Regions from separate parts of the Macaca mulatta genome. Here region 2 is linked to region 1. Evidence: chromatin contacts called from public Hi-C data. All regions are on one chromosome and are shown on one strand. The core of a region is the stretch at or near the end of the contact, and the rest is flanking DNA. Distances in the headings are between cores, read along the strand shown.

Region 1 (7,195 bases), core at 4,533-7,032:
GTAATCCCAGCTACTCCAGAGTATGAGGCAGGAGAATCGCTTGAATCTGGGAGGCAGAGGTTGCAGTGAGCCGAGATCACACCACTGCACTCCAGCCTGGGTGACAGAGCGAGACTCCGTCTCAAAACAAAAACAAAAACAAAAACAAACAGAAAACTCTCAGGGTAAAGTAAAAATTTAAAAAAAAAAAAAAAAAAAAAAGGAACATGGCTGGGTGTGGTGGCTTGTATTGGTAGTCCCAGTGCTTTGGAAGGCCAAGGCAGGAGGATCGCTTGAGGTCAGGGGTTCAAGATCACCCTGGGCAAGAGGGCAAGACCACGTTTCTACAAAAATAAAAAATAAAAAGAATAGGAATATCTAACATGTTCAAAAAGTTTTTTTAAAGGAACAGCGAATACCCTCTTCTGGCTCATCCAGAGGAGGAGGTCCCATGCATCCACCCGCAAATTCCCCAACAGATGGCCTTGGAAATGAAGTGCAGCCACACTGCTCACCCTTTCCAGCCAAATGCTGGCCTAGGTCTCCCTTGCCACCCTCACTCCCTCCCTTTCCTCTACTCACTGGCCCCATTCAAAACAGGCTTGTGTTAGAGAACATGCTGTCCTGTGTGCTCCTAGCATTTGGGCAGAACTCAGCACTTCCCAGGCCCTGGTGGAGGTGTCCATCTCAAGAAAGACACGTGGTCAGGATGAAGGCAGGATGGGAACTTCTGGCCAGATTTGAGACCAGACCTCTGCTGGGCTTAGGAGATAAAGCTCTCACTCCCCAGGAAGGGGAGTGGGAGAGTGGAAAGCTGGTCCTTAATCTAATCAAGGAGAGGAAAGAGGGAGGGGGGAATCTGAGCTCTGAGATACTGTGCTCGCTCCTTGTCTCCTACCTCCTATCCTCTGCCCTGGGAGTACAAAGAGCTAGCCTGGGAGGAAGGAGCTGGGTCCACTGCTAAGTGGCTGTGTATCCGAGGGCAAGTCACTGCCCACTCTGGGCCTTAGGGACTTCTTTCCTTCCTCTGTCTTCCTTGAGCCCTTGCAGCATGGAGAGGACTGGAAAGGGCATGGGAAAGTGGGGGACCACTGCCATCTTTGCCCTCCTGATGAGCAGGTCCAGGAAGGGAAGGCTTCCATCTGGATTTTATATTCCAACCTATGCAAGAAGGGGTGGCTGGATGGGGAAGGGCAGTTCAGAAGAAAGCCTCAACTCTGGGGTTGGGCATGGTGACTCACACCTGTAATCCCAGCACTTTGGGAGGCTGAGGCAGGCAGATCACTTGAAGTCAGGAGTTCAGGACCAGGCTGACCAACGTGGTGAAACCCCATCTCTACTAAAAATACAGAAATTACCCAGGCGTGGTGGTGCATGCCTATAATCCCAGCTACTTGGGAGGCTGAGGCATGAGAATTACTCGAACCTGGGAGGTGGAGGTTGCAATGAGCCAAGATCACACTGCTGCACTCCAGCCTGGACAACAGAGCAAAAAAAAAAAAAAAAAAAAAGCCTCAACTCTGGAACTCTGGGTCTACAGCAGGTTTCCTTCAACTTCACAGGCATCTAGCCTCAGCCATACCACTGCTGGCCCCCAGGGAAGATCTCCTCAGCACCCATGCCAGGGTCTCGAAGAAATCCTACTTAATAGAGAAGCCAGTACAGGGTAAGTACAACCTCACCCTCCACCCTGATCATGCCTTCATTCCTTGCCCTTGCCCTGAGTTCAAAATGCGGAATATCTGGGCAGGACTGGAGAGTGAGAGGTTCTGATTCTCTCTCCCTCTCTCATCCTGCAGACAGGAAGTAATCCCCTCCCTTCCAGCTCCCCAGTCCCTTTGATGAGCCAAGGCAGGAGGATTATTCCTAAGCTCCTGACTCTGACCCGGTCACAATTTGTGGCTTTCTACTCAGAATTCCCCAGTGTACCCCTCTCCCCACTACTCTGGCAGAGCAGTTGGCTTCTCCATCTCTCTCTGACACCAGCCCCCATCTTCCTCTAGCACCACTAGCTGGACAGTCAGGCCAGAGGGACTGGGGAAGAACCTGGGACATTCAAAGGCCTACTGTGGACCACAATCCTTGACCACCCCCAGGGCTGGGAATGGGGAAGCAGAAGATACCTGTTCTAAGCAGGTAGGGAAGGAGTGTGGTTGAAAGAGCCAGAATCAGGAGCTGACATCTTGGAGGCCCCTCTGCTAGGGATGGGGGAATACCTCTGCACCTCTTCCCCCAAATCTGGAGACCTAAGTCCACTGAGTGACAAGAAATGAAAATATATCCTTGAAGATTTTAAGACAAAAGAGCATAATCTGGGTGTGGAGGGATGGGGAGGAAAGCTCTCCTGGCAGGACAGAGGGTCATTTCTGGCCAGTTCCTTTCCAGCCTGGACTGGGGCCTCAACCTGTCCCTGGGCTATAGGACTGTGCCCCAGAAAGACTGGGAGAGGAGTCACAGGTGTGTCTGGGGGAGGGGCAGGTAGCACATGTTCCCAGCAGAACCAGCCCAGCAGTTCTGTCAAGCAGGCCCCAGCACTGACGCACACTTGGGCACCCTTCCGGATCAATGCACACCCACCCCCATCCTGCCAGCTACAGGGATGGGGAGGGGACAAAATCTGAGCTTCTGGCAGTGCTGGGTAGGAAGAAACAAGTTCTTTAGGAAACCTTCCCCAGAAGTGGGGGTTGTTGGCACCTTCTCTTTCTCCCCAGGTCCTTTCATTTGATTCCGAAGGAGACAGAGTTGGGGAGAAGCGGGGTGTGGAGAACGCTGAACCTGCTCTGGGGATTCTGTGTTTGCACAAAGAGTGGCAGGGGGTGACTGGAGGTCTGGGCAACTGGAAAGAATTGTGCTTGTTTTTTTTTTTCTTTAAAATATGGTCTCCCTATGTTGCCCAGCCTGGTCTTGAACTCCTGGGCCCAAGCCATCCTCCTGCCTCAGCCTCCCAAAGTGTTGGGATTACAGGTATGAGCCACCATGCCCGGCCTTGTGCTTAGTTTTTACTGCTCCTACCCAGAAGATTAAGAGGATCTAAGTGTTCTGTGTTATCAGACATAGCTGGCCCTGGTGCTGGTGAGTAGGGGCACTGAAGCCCTTGCAATGTTAACATTTTATTCCTACAATCACCACAAATATTGGGGGCTTATGTCTTCCCCCTTCTATCTTGGAGGCTGGAGGGTGTATGTCCAGCAGTCCTCTCTGCCACCAAGCACAAACAGCTACTACTTCTGCCCCTCTCATAAGAAGAGCTATCATTCCCAGAGCTGGAAAACTCATGGCTTAGTCACCAGGGCCAGGCTGGCTCAATCTAGCCCAGGCCTTCCCAGCACCAGCCGCTACCATCATGCCAGTGAGCCAGGCAGCAGGATTGAGTACACAGAGGTGACTTAAGGCCAGGGAGGAATTACTTTCCATTCTTACCACCTCCTACAAGGAAGAAAAAAATCAAACCAACCTAAGACTGGGGAAGTGGGGAAGATGGGAACAGAATGGCTCTTCGAGGATTTACCTACATAGACTTAGGTGTCACCAAGGTCAAGAACCTAGGAACAGCTCAGACTAGCAAAATTTGAAGTTAAATCTGCAAGGAGCTGTTGATGTAAGGGACAAGTAAGACCCAGAGGATGAGGGGAGGGGTGTTAAATCAGAGAAAAAGGAAGTGATCCCACCCAAAAAACTACAGAGATCAGGCAATAGCTTGAGGGGTTTTCAACTCCCCCCTATAATTTTCACGAGCCATCCCATAACACACAATCTAATTTTTATAAGTGCTTGCTTTGCAAATTCAGCTTCAAGATAAATCTCCCTCCCCCTGCACCACAACCCCAAATAGAAATCTTGAATTGTCTCTGGGACAAGATAAGGAGAGGAAAATGCCCCAGACCAAGGTAAGAGCTACAGTTATCAGTCTTTAATAACTTACAGGCAAATGCTAAAAAACAGTTAATAACAATAATACAGAGGACATACACGGCTTATAAAAAGGGTCATGGATCTACAAATGTGGGAAGGGGTTCTTGGCACTTTCACAAACACAAAAATAAAAACTATGTGACTGGTATCCCTAGAAAAGCAGCTTGGGGAGACTCCCCAGTTGGGGGACAGAGGAGGGGGAGATAGTTCTTTCATCCCAAACACATTCTCCAAGCCACTTTCCATCCCCCACCACCCAAAACGCATCCAATTAAAAAGCCAGAGAAGAAAAACAAGAAACAGGGTCGAGGTAGAGTCACAGTTTACATTTACGTCTCCACAGTCCTGCAGCGCCCACTTCTCCAGAGAGGATGAGAGAGAGATGTGCAAAGACATCCCATCTCCCATCCCCACCCTAATGTGGCGCCAAAACAGGACCCCCCATTCTCCTCTCTCCTTCACTGAGGTGGACAGGTCCTGCACCCCAGTCTGACTGAGAGGTCACAGGCTGGCCCCACCCTGCTGTCCAAGTGTGCAGACCCCTACCAGGTGGGGGGAAAAGGAGGGGGGCTCGGGTCACCGTCTCTTCTTGCCACCCCGAGCTGCCTTCTTCCTCTTGAGAATCATCTCATAGAGGCGCTCCAGGCCCTGCTGCAGACCCAGACCGTCCACAGCGCTGCAGCCTTGCACATGAGTGAGAGTGGCGGCTGCGAGCTCTCGGACTGCCAGCCTCTTCTCCACCTCAGCAGCGCTCAGTGCCCCGGGCTGGTCCTGCTTGTTGGCCAGCACCAGCACTGGCACGCCCTGGTTGTCAGAGGCCCGGCTGATTCGGTGCAACTCCACCTTGGCCTCCTCCAGCCGCTCGGCCTCCGCAGCGTCCACCACAAACACCAGCCCGTCTGTCCGGCGGGTGTAAGAGCGCCACAGTGGTCGCAGCTTCTCCTGCCCCCCGACGTCCCACACTTGGAAGGTGATGCCACGCGATCCCCCGAGGGGCACCCGGATCTTCTCGGTGTTGAAGCCTTTGGTGGGGACACTCTGGACAAACTCCTTGAACTTGAGGCGGTAAAGGAGGGAGGTCTTCCCCGCAGAGTCCAGCCCAATGACCACGACATGCAGGGCTTGGAAGTGGGGCAAGAAGGAGGAGGCAGTGGGCGCCATCTCAGTCAAGTGGTTCCCCATAGTGAACTAAGGCGCCTAGTAGAGGCAGGGAGGCCTTGAAATTGAAGGTTCCAGGGAGCACAGCTGGGTTATCTGAACCAATAAAAGGTCATGGGACAAAAAGGAGACGTTTAATATACACACAAGATCTGCAACTTCATGATCCCTTCCTAAATCAGCTGCCCATCCTTCCTTTTTAAAATTCCTTTCCTTTTTTTTTTTTTTAAGGTATAACAGAGGTGTTTCCCCACTCCCTGGGGGGTCGTGAGGGGGGCGATGGGACCTAAAGAGACTTCCAGGTCCTGGGCCACTCAAGTGGGGGGTGAGGGCTCGATCCTACAGCCTCTTCTCAGAGCTTCTGGCGCCATCCCCCAGGCAAGATCCCCGCGGGAAGGGGGAAGTCGGCAGTGCCCCAAACTAAGAGTTAGGGTGCAGACGCTGAGACCGGAGATTGAGTGCGGCTCCCACCCGCCCTCAGCAGCCCCAAGCTGTTGACACAGTGCCCTTCCTTACTCTGCGACCCCCGGCCCACCGCCCCACGACACTCCCCTGGCCGCCAGTCCTCGTCCGATAGCGGACCCCAGCTCCAGCGGCCCCGCAGCGGCGCCGCCTCAGCACGGTCTGCAGTGTCCGTTTACCTCTCGTGAGCCGCGCTCTCCTCGTACCTTTCCCGGTCCAACACCGCAGCCGCCCCGCGAAACCCCTGCGGGTACCCAGCGCACCTCCACCGCTGCCTCTGCAGAGCCTGCCTAGGGTTCGGCCTTAAAAACCCGCGTGTGACGTCACAAGGCGCAGACCAACCAGCGGCGGCGGGGCGGAGCGTGGAGCTACAAGCGCTGCATCCCCCACCACACGCGGAGGGACGCTTGCTCAATCCGTGGCTACTCTATTTGACCTTTTCTACCACATTCTAATATTTGGAATTAAACCTGGAATTAATCTGGACCGGAGGGTGGGAGGGGCGAAAGGAACGTGGCTGGCAACGTTTGACTCGGGAGGAAAGATATGAATACCCTAATATTCGCACTACCATCGCATCCCCCTCCATTAGGCAGAGATACCACCCCACATGGACACTCCTTCGGCCAAAGGATCTACTCGGAGAGGCTGACAAGCCTTTCTCCTTTATCTTTCATAATTCAATTGTCAAACCTGTGTGAACCTAGAGCCCCATAAAACAGCTGCTTCATAGTGGTAAGCCCATTATCTACAATAGCCTGTTAGGGACTGTTGTCTGCCTTTTACAGATAAAAGGGTTGAATGACTTTATCTAAGGTTACACTCAACAGTATGTTTAGGCGCAGTGGCTCATACCTGTAAACTCAGCACTTTGGGAGGCTGAGGCAGGCAGATCACATGAGCTCAGGAGTTCCAGACCAGCCTGGACAACAGGGTGAAACCCCGTCAGTAATAAAAAGACAAAAATTAGCCGGGCGTGGTGGCGGGTGCCTGTAATCCCAGCTACTCAGGAGGCTGAGGCAGGAGAATCGCTTGAACCCGCTGGTGGAGGTTGCAGTGAGCTGAGATCGTGCCACTGCATGCCAGCCTGGGTGAGAGAGCGAGACTCTGTCTCGAAACAAAACAAAACAAAACAAAAAACAGTGTGTTTATTGGGCCGGGCACAGTGGCTCACACCTGTAATACCAGTACTTTGGGAGGACGAGGTGGGCGGATCACCTGAGGTCAGGAGTTCCAGACCAGCCTGGCCAACATGGTGAAACCCCATCCCTACTAAAAATACAAAAATTAGCCGGGTGTGGTGGCGGGCGCCTGTAATTCCAGCTACTGGGGAGGCTGAGGCAGGAGAATCGCTTGAACCCAGGAGGCGGAGGTTGCAGTGAGCTGAGATCATGCCATTGCACTCCAGCCTGGGCAACAGAGCAAGACTCCGTCTCAAAAAAAAAAACAAAAACAAAAACAGTGTATTTATTGACCTCATTCATACTGTGTGCTCTGAATGAGACAAAGAGATGGTAGAGAAATAGAGAATGTCTCGGCTGTAGAACCAGGCCTCAGAGGGCTTAAGACTTAAGACTGGCAGTGACAGAATGAGACAGCACATGTATTGGGTCTTTGTAAATCATGAGATAGCACTTGTAGGATTTCAGAGGAGAGACAGAATGTGTCAACTGGAAGCTTCTGG
Region 2 (6,829 bases), core at 2,652-5,151, 82 kb before region 1:
AGGGCTATGGAACCATAACATGTAGTAGCAGTAGTAGCAATAAATACTAGAATTAATTAATAGTAAATGTTATAATTGGGAATTATTGAACATATATATCAATAGTAAATATTAACAGCAAAACATTACTTTTTATTTACATATGCCATTAACTGCACATTTTAAGAAGTGACAGTTTTTATGCAATATACATATTTCTTGCAACACCAAAAATTTCTTTGAAGCCAAAGGAAAACAATTATGTAGATACAGATAACTTGACAGCCCAAACACAGATGCACATGGAATCCTCCTACTGTTCCTCCCCATAAGAGACTGTGAATCGAACGCAGAGCAAAAGTAAATGTATCCTAACTGTCCTTTGGATAGAATAGTTTTCAACATAATATCAGATACAGTTAATTTTCATTATTAGGCTGGGTGCAGTGGCTCACACCTGTAATCCCAGCACTTTGGGAGGCTGAAGCAGGCGGATCGCCTGAGGTCAGGAGTTCGAGACCAGTCTGGCCAACATGGTGAAACGCTGTCTCTACTAAAAATACAAAAAATTAGCCGGGCGTGGTGGTGCACAGCTGTAATCCCAGGGCTGAGGCAGGAGAATCGCTTGAACCCAGGAGGCGGAGGTTGCAGTGAGCCAAGATCACACCACTGCACTCCAGCCTGGGCGACAGAGTGATACTCTGTTTCAAAAAATAAAATAATAATAAATTTCCATTATTATTGTATGTCTTTCCTTGGACAGCCTCCATGTGACCCTTTAATAGCCCAGTAAACAATTCACCTCTACAAATAACTTATGCTCAGTTACTACCCACACCACCACCCATGATGGATAAGACATTGTTGCCCACTACCAAACTTGTAGTCACGGGGGTGTTGCTTTTCTGCCTGTTCCTAGACTGATAGATGTGTTTAACCCTACCCCCAATTTCCATGTTATTTCTGCTCTGTCCCAGAGACTGGTCCCAGCTGCTGGAATTTGGGAAAGAACTTGGGGGTTGGGATGAGGTAAGAAGCAGAGAGAAAGTACTGAACCCCTTAGCAACATTAGATTGAGTTGGTGAGGGAGAAGAAATAATCTAAGTATGTGTAGCTGAAAGATAGCATCCTTAGGGAAGTTTGTGAGAAAAATCATAGGGCTTTCTGTCAAAACAGTGTTGCTACAACCCAGACAACCCTGGCTTTTTCTGCTGGGGTAAAACGGATCTTAGGGGAGACATCTCTGCTCTAGAAGGCAAAATCAGAATGATTTGCTTCTAAGTGTGTGACTGCCACTCAACTGTTATTTTCATTCATGCAGGGAGACTTCAGAAAGAGTGGCCCCTTCTTCCCTGCTCCACTTGGGCCCTGACCCAACCAGAGAGCCTGGGAGCCCCAGAGAAAGTAAAATTCCTTATTTTTCACTGTTTGACTTTTCCCCAGAATTCATCTCCAAATTTGGACCAACTTATTGAATTTGTATTAAACGTCAAGCTTGTGTGGCAGGTTCTAAAAAGGATAGGAGGTCTGAAAGTGAAAAACATCAAGGAAGAACTAGAATACTCTAAATGCCATTCTCAGCCAAGGGATCTCCTGGCAGAGCTGTGTTTATAACTTAGATCTCTGCTGCCTAAACATGAGGGCAGGTGATTGGAAGACAGAAAAAAAAAAAAAAGCTGGTCTGTTTCCCGTCATCTGAGGGCAGGCAGGTTGGGGTTGGGGGGCAAGTCCACTTCACAGGGCAGTTTATCCTGTTGCAATCTGTTATTTGTCTGCCTTATTTTCTAATGCCCAAGTGTGGCCTCATTTTTGTGCAAAACATTCCTGACCTACAATTCCCTCTCTTCTTAGGCCATCAACCTGTCATCAGCAATAACAGATGCTTTAGATTCTAAATTCTCCAAAGCTTTATAGTATTAGGGGGGAAAAAAAAAAGTGTTCCTCCTAAGCAGATTTTTTTCTTTTTTGGTATAGTCAGGTTTCCCCTTTCTCTTGCGTTTTAAGACTCTTTAAAATGTCAGGCAAACACAAACACAAAGGCAGGCACCCAGACACCATTATGATGTGAACTTGTCAAGAAAATGTTATTCCCCCATCTCGGCCTCTCCACCTTCTGTGGAAATGGTAAGGAATTTTTTCATATTTATTCATTAGTTATTCATCTTTCTTTCTTTCCTCCCTCCTCTCCTCTCCTCTCCTCTCCTCTCCTCTCCTCTCCTCTCCTTTCCTTTCCTTTCCTTTCCTTTCCTTTCTTTCTTTTCTTTCAGATGGCATCTCGCTCTGTCACCCAGGCTGGAGTGCAGTGGCATGATCTCGGCTCACTGCAAGCTCCGCCTCCCGGGTTCACATCATTCTCCTGCCTCAGCCTCCCGAGTAGCTGGGATTACAGGTGCCTGCCACCACTCTCGGCTACATTTTTTGTATTTTTATTAGAGACGGGGTTTCCCATGTTAGCCAGGATGGTCTTGATCTCCTGACCTCGTGATCCCCCTGCCTCAGACTCTCAAAGTGCTGGGATTACAGGCATGAGCCACCAAGCCAGTTATTAATCTTTTAAGTGACCTTGATTCAGATCTAGTTGGTATTTTTTATACTTAGTTTATGTTTATTTTATTTAAAAAGAGAAACATTGGGCCAGGCACGGTGGTTCACCCCTGTAATCTCAGCGCTTTAGGAGGCCAAGGCAGGTGGATCACCTGAGGTCAGGAGTTCGAGACCAACCTGGCTAACCTGGTGAAACCAAGTCTCTACTTTAAAATACCAATATTAGCCGGGCATGATGGTGGGTGTCTGGAATCCCAGCTACTCAGGAGGCTGAGGCAGGAGAATCCCTTGAACCTGAGAGGTAGAGTTTGCAGTGAGCTGAGATCGTGCCACTGCACTCCAGCCTGGGCGACAGAATGAGACTCTGCCTCCAAAAAAGAAAAAAAAACCAAAAACCAAAAAACAAAAAACAGGCTGGGCGCAGTGGCTCATGCCTGTAATCCCAGCACTTTGGGAGGCTGAGGCGGGTGGATCACTTGAGGTCAGGAGTTCAAGATAAGCCTGGCCAAACATGGTGAAACCTTGTCTCTACTAAAAATACAAAAATTAGCTGGGCGTAGTGGTGTGCACCTGTAATCCCAGCTACTCAAGAAGCTGAGGCAGGAGAATTGCTTGAACCCAGGAGTCCTAGGTTGCAGTGAGCCAAGATCATATATCACTGTCCTCCAGCCTGTCCAGCCTGGGTGACAGAGCAAGACTCCATCTCCAAAAAAAAAACAACATTGACCAGGCATGGTGGCTCACACCTGCAATCCCAGCTCTTTGGGAGGCCAACGAAAACAATTTTAATCAATATTATGAGTATGAATGACAAAGTGACATGTTACACTGTTTTTTTTTTTCTTCCCCTCCCTAATGATATTTAGCCTCTGCTCCAGGGGACAAGGGATTTTTGTAGCCTCTGGTTTGTGTTTGAGGTAATTTCTTCAGAAATTAATAAGGATTTCCTCAGGAGAAATGCAAAAACAAAAACCAAGCCAAACCAAGAAATGAGTTGATGGGAAAAGATGAGAGAAGAGGAACTGAAGTTCTATTGATGTTCTGTTTGCAAGTCAAACATGTCAACAGCTGTGCAGTGTGGGCTGTGCAGTGAGCCCAGGGCCAAAGCTCTGTCTTAAGCCACAGGCTTGCCACTAACACAGAAGAAGCTGCTCCTCCAGGATCCCCATTTCTCTCAGGTAAAGGAGAATGGGTTCCCAGCACATCCTCCACCCCAAATCTAAGAGTGTCCTGGCAGAACCAGCCATATGCAACTCTTTCCCCAGCTCTCAGGTAGAACAGCTTTGGCAGTACCAATAGCTGCTGCCCTTGTGCCAGAATAGCAGCCCCTTCGTCTTGAGATTACAGTAATTTATGGTGATTTATGCCTCCAGAGTGAAAATTAGCAAGCTGGCGAGGTAACTAAAAATGAATGCATCTCTTCCCAGAGTTCACTCCACCCAGCTGAGCCACCAAATAAAACCAGCATATGGGGCAATTAGAGAGCCAAGCGCTGCTTTCAAAATGCAGTGTAAAGAGACAGAGTTCAGGGGCCCAGGTTTCCCTGCCCGGTTCAATAATGATCACAAGTTCCTAACAAGCATCCTCTTTGCCTCACAATACCATGTCAAATCTGAGTCCCCCCATAAACACCAACCTGCGGTTCCGTCTTTCAAACAAAGTAATTTGTTCCACGACATTGCCATTTTACCTTTTATTATTATTATTATTATTATTATTATTATTGCAGATTGACTGAGGGAGGGGAAAGGGGGAAGTGAGGATAAACCTCTATCACATGGATACGTGTGAAGCAAAGATTTTTTTTTTCTTCTTTGTCATACGTTTGCTTTTTACATGACACAGACTCTGATCTTACCTAACTTCCACAGTCTACTCTCAAATACTGGTGAGACTAGAATTTATATTAAAAGTTTTGCTGGGCATGGTGGCTCATGCCTGTAATTCCAGCACTTTGTTTTATTTATTTATTTATTTATTTAGAGACAGAATCTCGCTCTGTCCCAGGCTGGAGTGCAGTGGCACAATCATGGCTCACTGCAACCTCAACCTCCCGGGCTCAAGCAATCCTCCTCCCTCAGACTCCTGAGTAATTGGGACTACAGGCATGGGCCACCATGCCCAGCTAATTTTTGTAATTTTTGTAGAGATGGAGTCCATGTTGCCCAGGCTGGTCTCAAACTCCTGGGCTTAAGGGATCCAACCACCTTGGCCTCCCAAAGTGGTGGGATTACGCGTATGAACCACCACACCCGGCCATTCTTAGCACTTTGGGAGGCTGAGGCAGGAGGATTCCCCGAGGCCAGTTCAAGACCAGGTTGGGCAACATAGTAAGAACCCCCATCTCTACAAAAAAATTAAAAATTAGCTGGGCATGTGGCTCAAGTCTGTAGTTTCAGCTATTTAGGAGGCTGAGGCTGGAGAATTGGTTGAGCCAGGAGTTTGAGGCTGCAGAGAGCTATGATGTCACCACTGCCTCCAGCCTGGGTAACAGAGTGAGATCCTGTCTCAAAAAAAAAAAATTTTTTTTGAAAGACATAGAGGTCCAATAGTGATTGATTATCCTTATCATTGAACACAGGCAGAAATTCCTAAAATAGTCCAAGTCTGTTCCCATGGACTTGGACTTGATGGGACTTCACATGTAACAAGGATCAATTGGGGTCACACTGTCAGCCACTTGGAAATTTGGATGTAAGTGCAGTATTCACTCACTCATATTTCTCGTAGAGTTTTAGAGTTGGAAAGGGTTTAAGAGATAATATAATCCTACCCACACATTAGATTCTATCAATATTTAAAGTGGCTCGACTTCTAAATCTCATTCTATGAAATTCCCTCTGACCCAACTTATTCTTCTTTTTCTTTTCTTTTTATTTTTCCTGCCTCAGGTTTATTTGTACAAATAGCACAGGAGGACCCCAGCCCCATGTAGATGGCAGCCCAGCAGGGATCACACCAGTCCTTCTGTCCTCACATTGGCAGACAGAGTATCTACTCTGAAGTCTTTGTAGGGGCCTGGGCACCTTTGGGAGCCTGAGCTGGAACTGAAGCTGGAGCTGCAGCCTGGGCCTTGGTTTGATCCTTGGCCTTGGCCTTTGGCCAGCACAGCCTGAGCCCTTTGGCAATGTGGGCACAAGCCCGCTTCCCAAGCTTGGGGTAGGCAATGTAGGCAAGCCGATCGAGCTAGCAGCTGACACCCTTTGGGATCTTGGGCTTAACCTCCTTGGGCTTTACGAGGGCCTTGATACCCTCAGCACGTGCACTTATGGCCTTGTCACTGTTGGCCTGCATCTTCTTTAGGCCCCTCTTGTTTTGCTTCTTGGCAAAGCACATGTTCCTCGGGAACTTGGGGTCCATCCCCTTAAGAGATTCATATCTTTGTGATTGGGGTTTCTTGATACCATTTCTGTGCCTCTTTCGGGACTGGTTGTGTGTGTTGTGGTTCTTGGACTTGGCCATGTCGGCACCTTAAGCTGTGGCTCCCAAAGCATCTAGAACCGGAAGTATTCTTCTTTTTCTCCACCACTGAACATTTCTCTTTTTTTTTTTTTTTTTTTTTTTTTTTTGAGATGAAGTGTTTTTAGCTCTTGTTGCCCAGGCTGGAGTGCAATGGCACGATCTCGGCTCACCGCAACCTCTGCCTCCCAGGTTCAAGCGATTCTCCTGCCTCAGCCTCCCAAGTAGCTAGGATTACAGGCATGTGCCACCATGCCCGGCTAATTTTGTATTTTTTTTAGTAGAGACGGGGTTTCTCCATGTTTGTCAGACTGGTCTCAAACTCCCGACCTCAGGTAATCCGACCTCAGGTAATCCGCCCGCCTCGACCTCCCAAAGTGCTGGGATTATTATAGGTGTGAGCCACCACGCCCGGCCCACCACTGAACATTTCATGGTGTCTCTAAGTCATTCATCTACGCTTTTCTCTCCAGTTATCAGCACTCTTCCATTTCACTCATACTTTCTCCTGGCTTAGACCTCATGTTCAGCCATTTTGAAATTTGCTCATAAATGACAAGGATTTCTTCCCTTCACTAGTTTTCTACTGTCTGTGTTTTCCCAGCCCCAGCTGGCTCCTATTGCCCTGTTTCTCCCCTCCCACACTTCAGGGTATTGCTGGAGAAAGTCCCAAGGTCATGCTGGTTTGACCCAGTATAGATTCACAATTCCAAACCTCACCTGGGCTCCACTTGGGCTCTTTTGTTTGTTTGTTTGTTTGTTTATTTGTTTAGATGGAGTTTCCCTCTTGTTGCCCAGGCTGGAGTGCAATGGTGTGATCTCAGCTCACTGCAACTCACTCACTGCA

The links. A called contact is a pair of places that touch in the nucleus more often than the background predicts.
Region 2: a Hi-C map of fetal cortex germinal zone shows a contact between it and region 1, with 11 times the contacts expected there. The contact joins the enhancer-like site here to the promoter of ARL4D in region 1. A contact is called at or near these places in 9 of 14 Hi-C or Micro-C datasets (CD4 T cells, blood, cortical neurons and 4 more).

What each region holds. Positions count from the first base shown.
Region 1 is chr16:67,742,034-67,749,228 of T2T-MMU8v2.0, reverse strand. It overlaps ARL4D (ADP ribosylation factor like GTPase 4D), which reads right to left and starts at 5,782. Exons shown (of 2, transcript NM_001194080.2): 1 at 5,691-5,782; 2 at 3,673-5,145. The coding sequence starts at 5,073. The coding sequence ends at 4,468.
Region 2 is chr16:67,822,178-67,829,006 of T2T-MMU8v2.0, reverse strand. The region is part of intron 1 of DHX8 (DEAH-box helicase 8); the gene reads right to left. It also overlaps the pseudogene LOC144336107. Among named protein-coding and RNA genes, the nearest start is that of DHX8, 45 kb to the right of the region's middle. Within about 2 kb of position 3,901, at least 3 of the 40 cell types and tissues checked have an H3K27ac peak or open chromatin away from gene starts, as enhancers often do. A contact at or near this core is called in fetal cortex germinal zone, where this site is marked.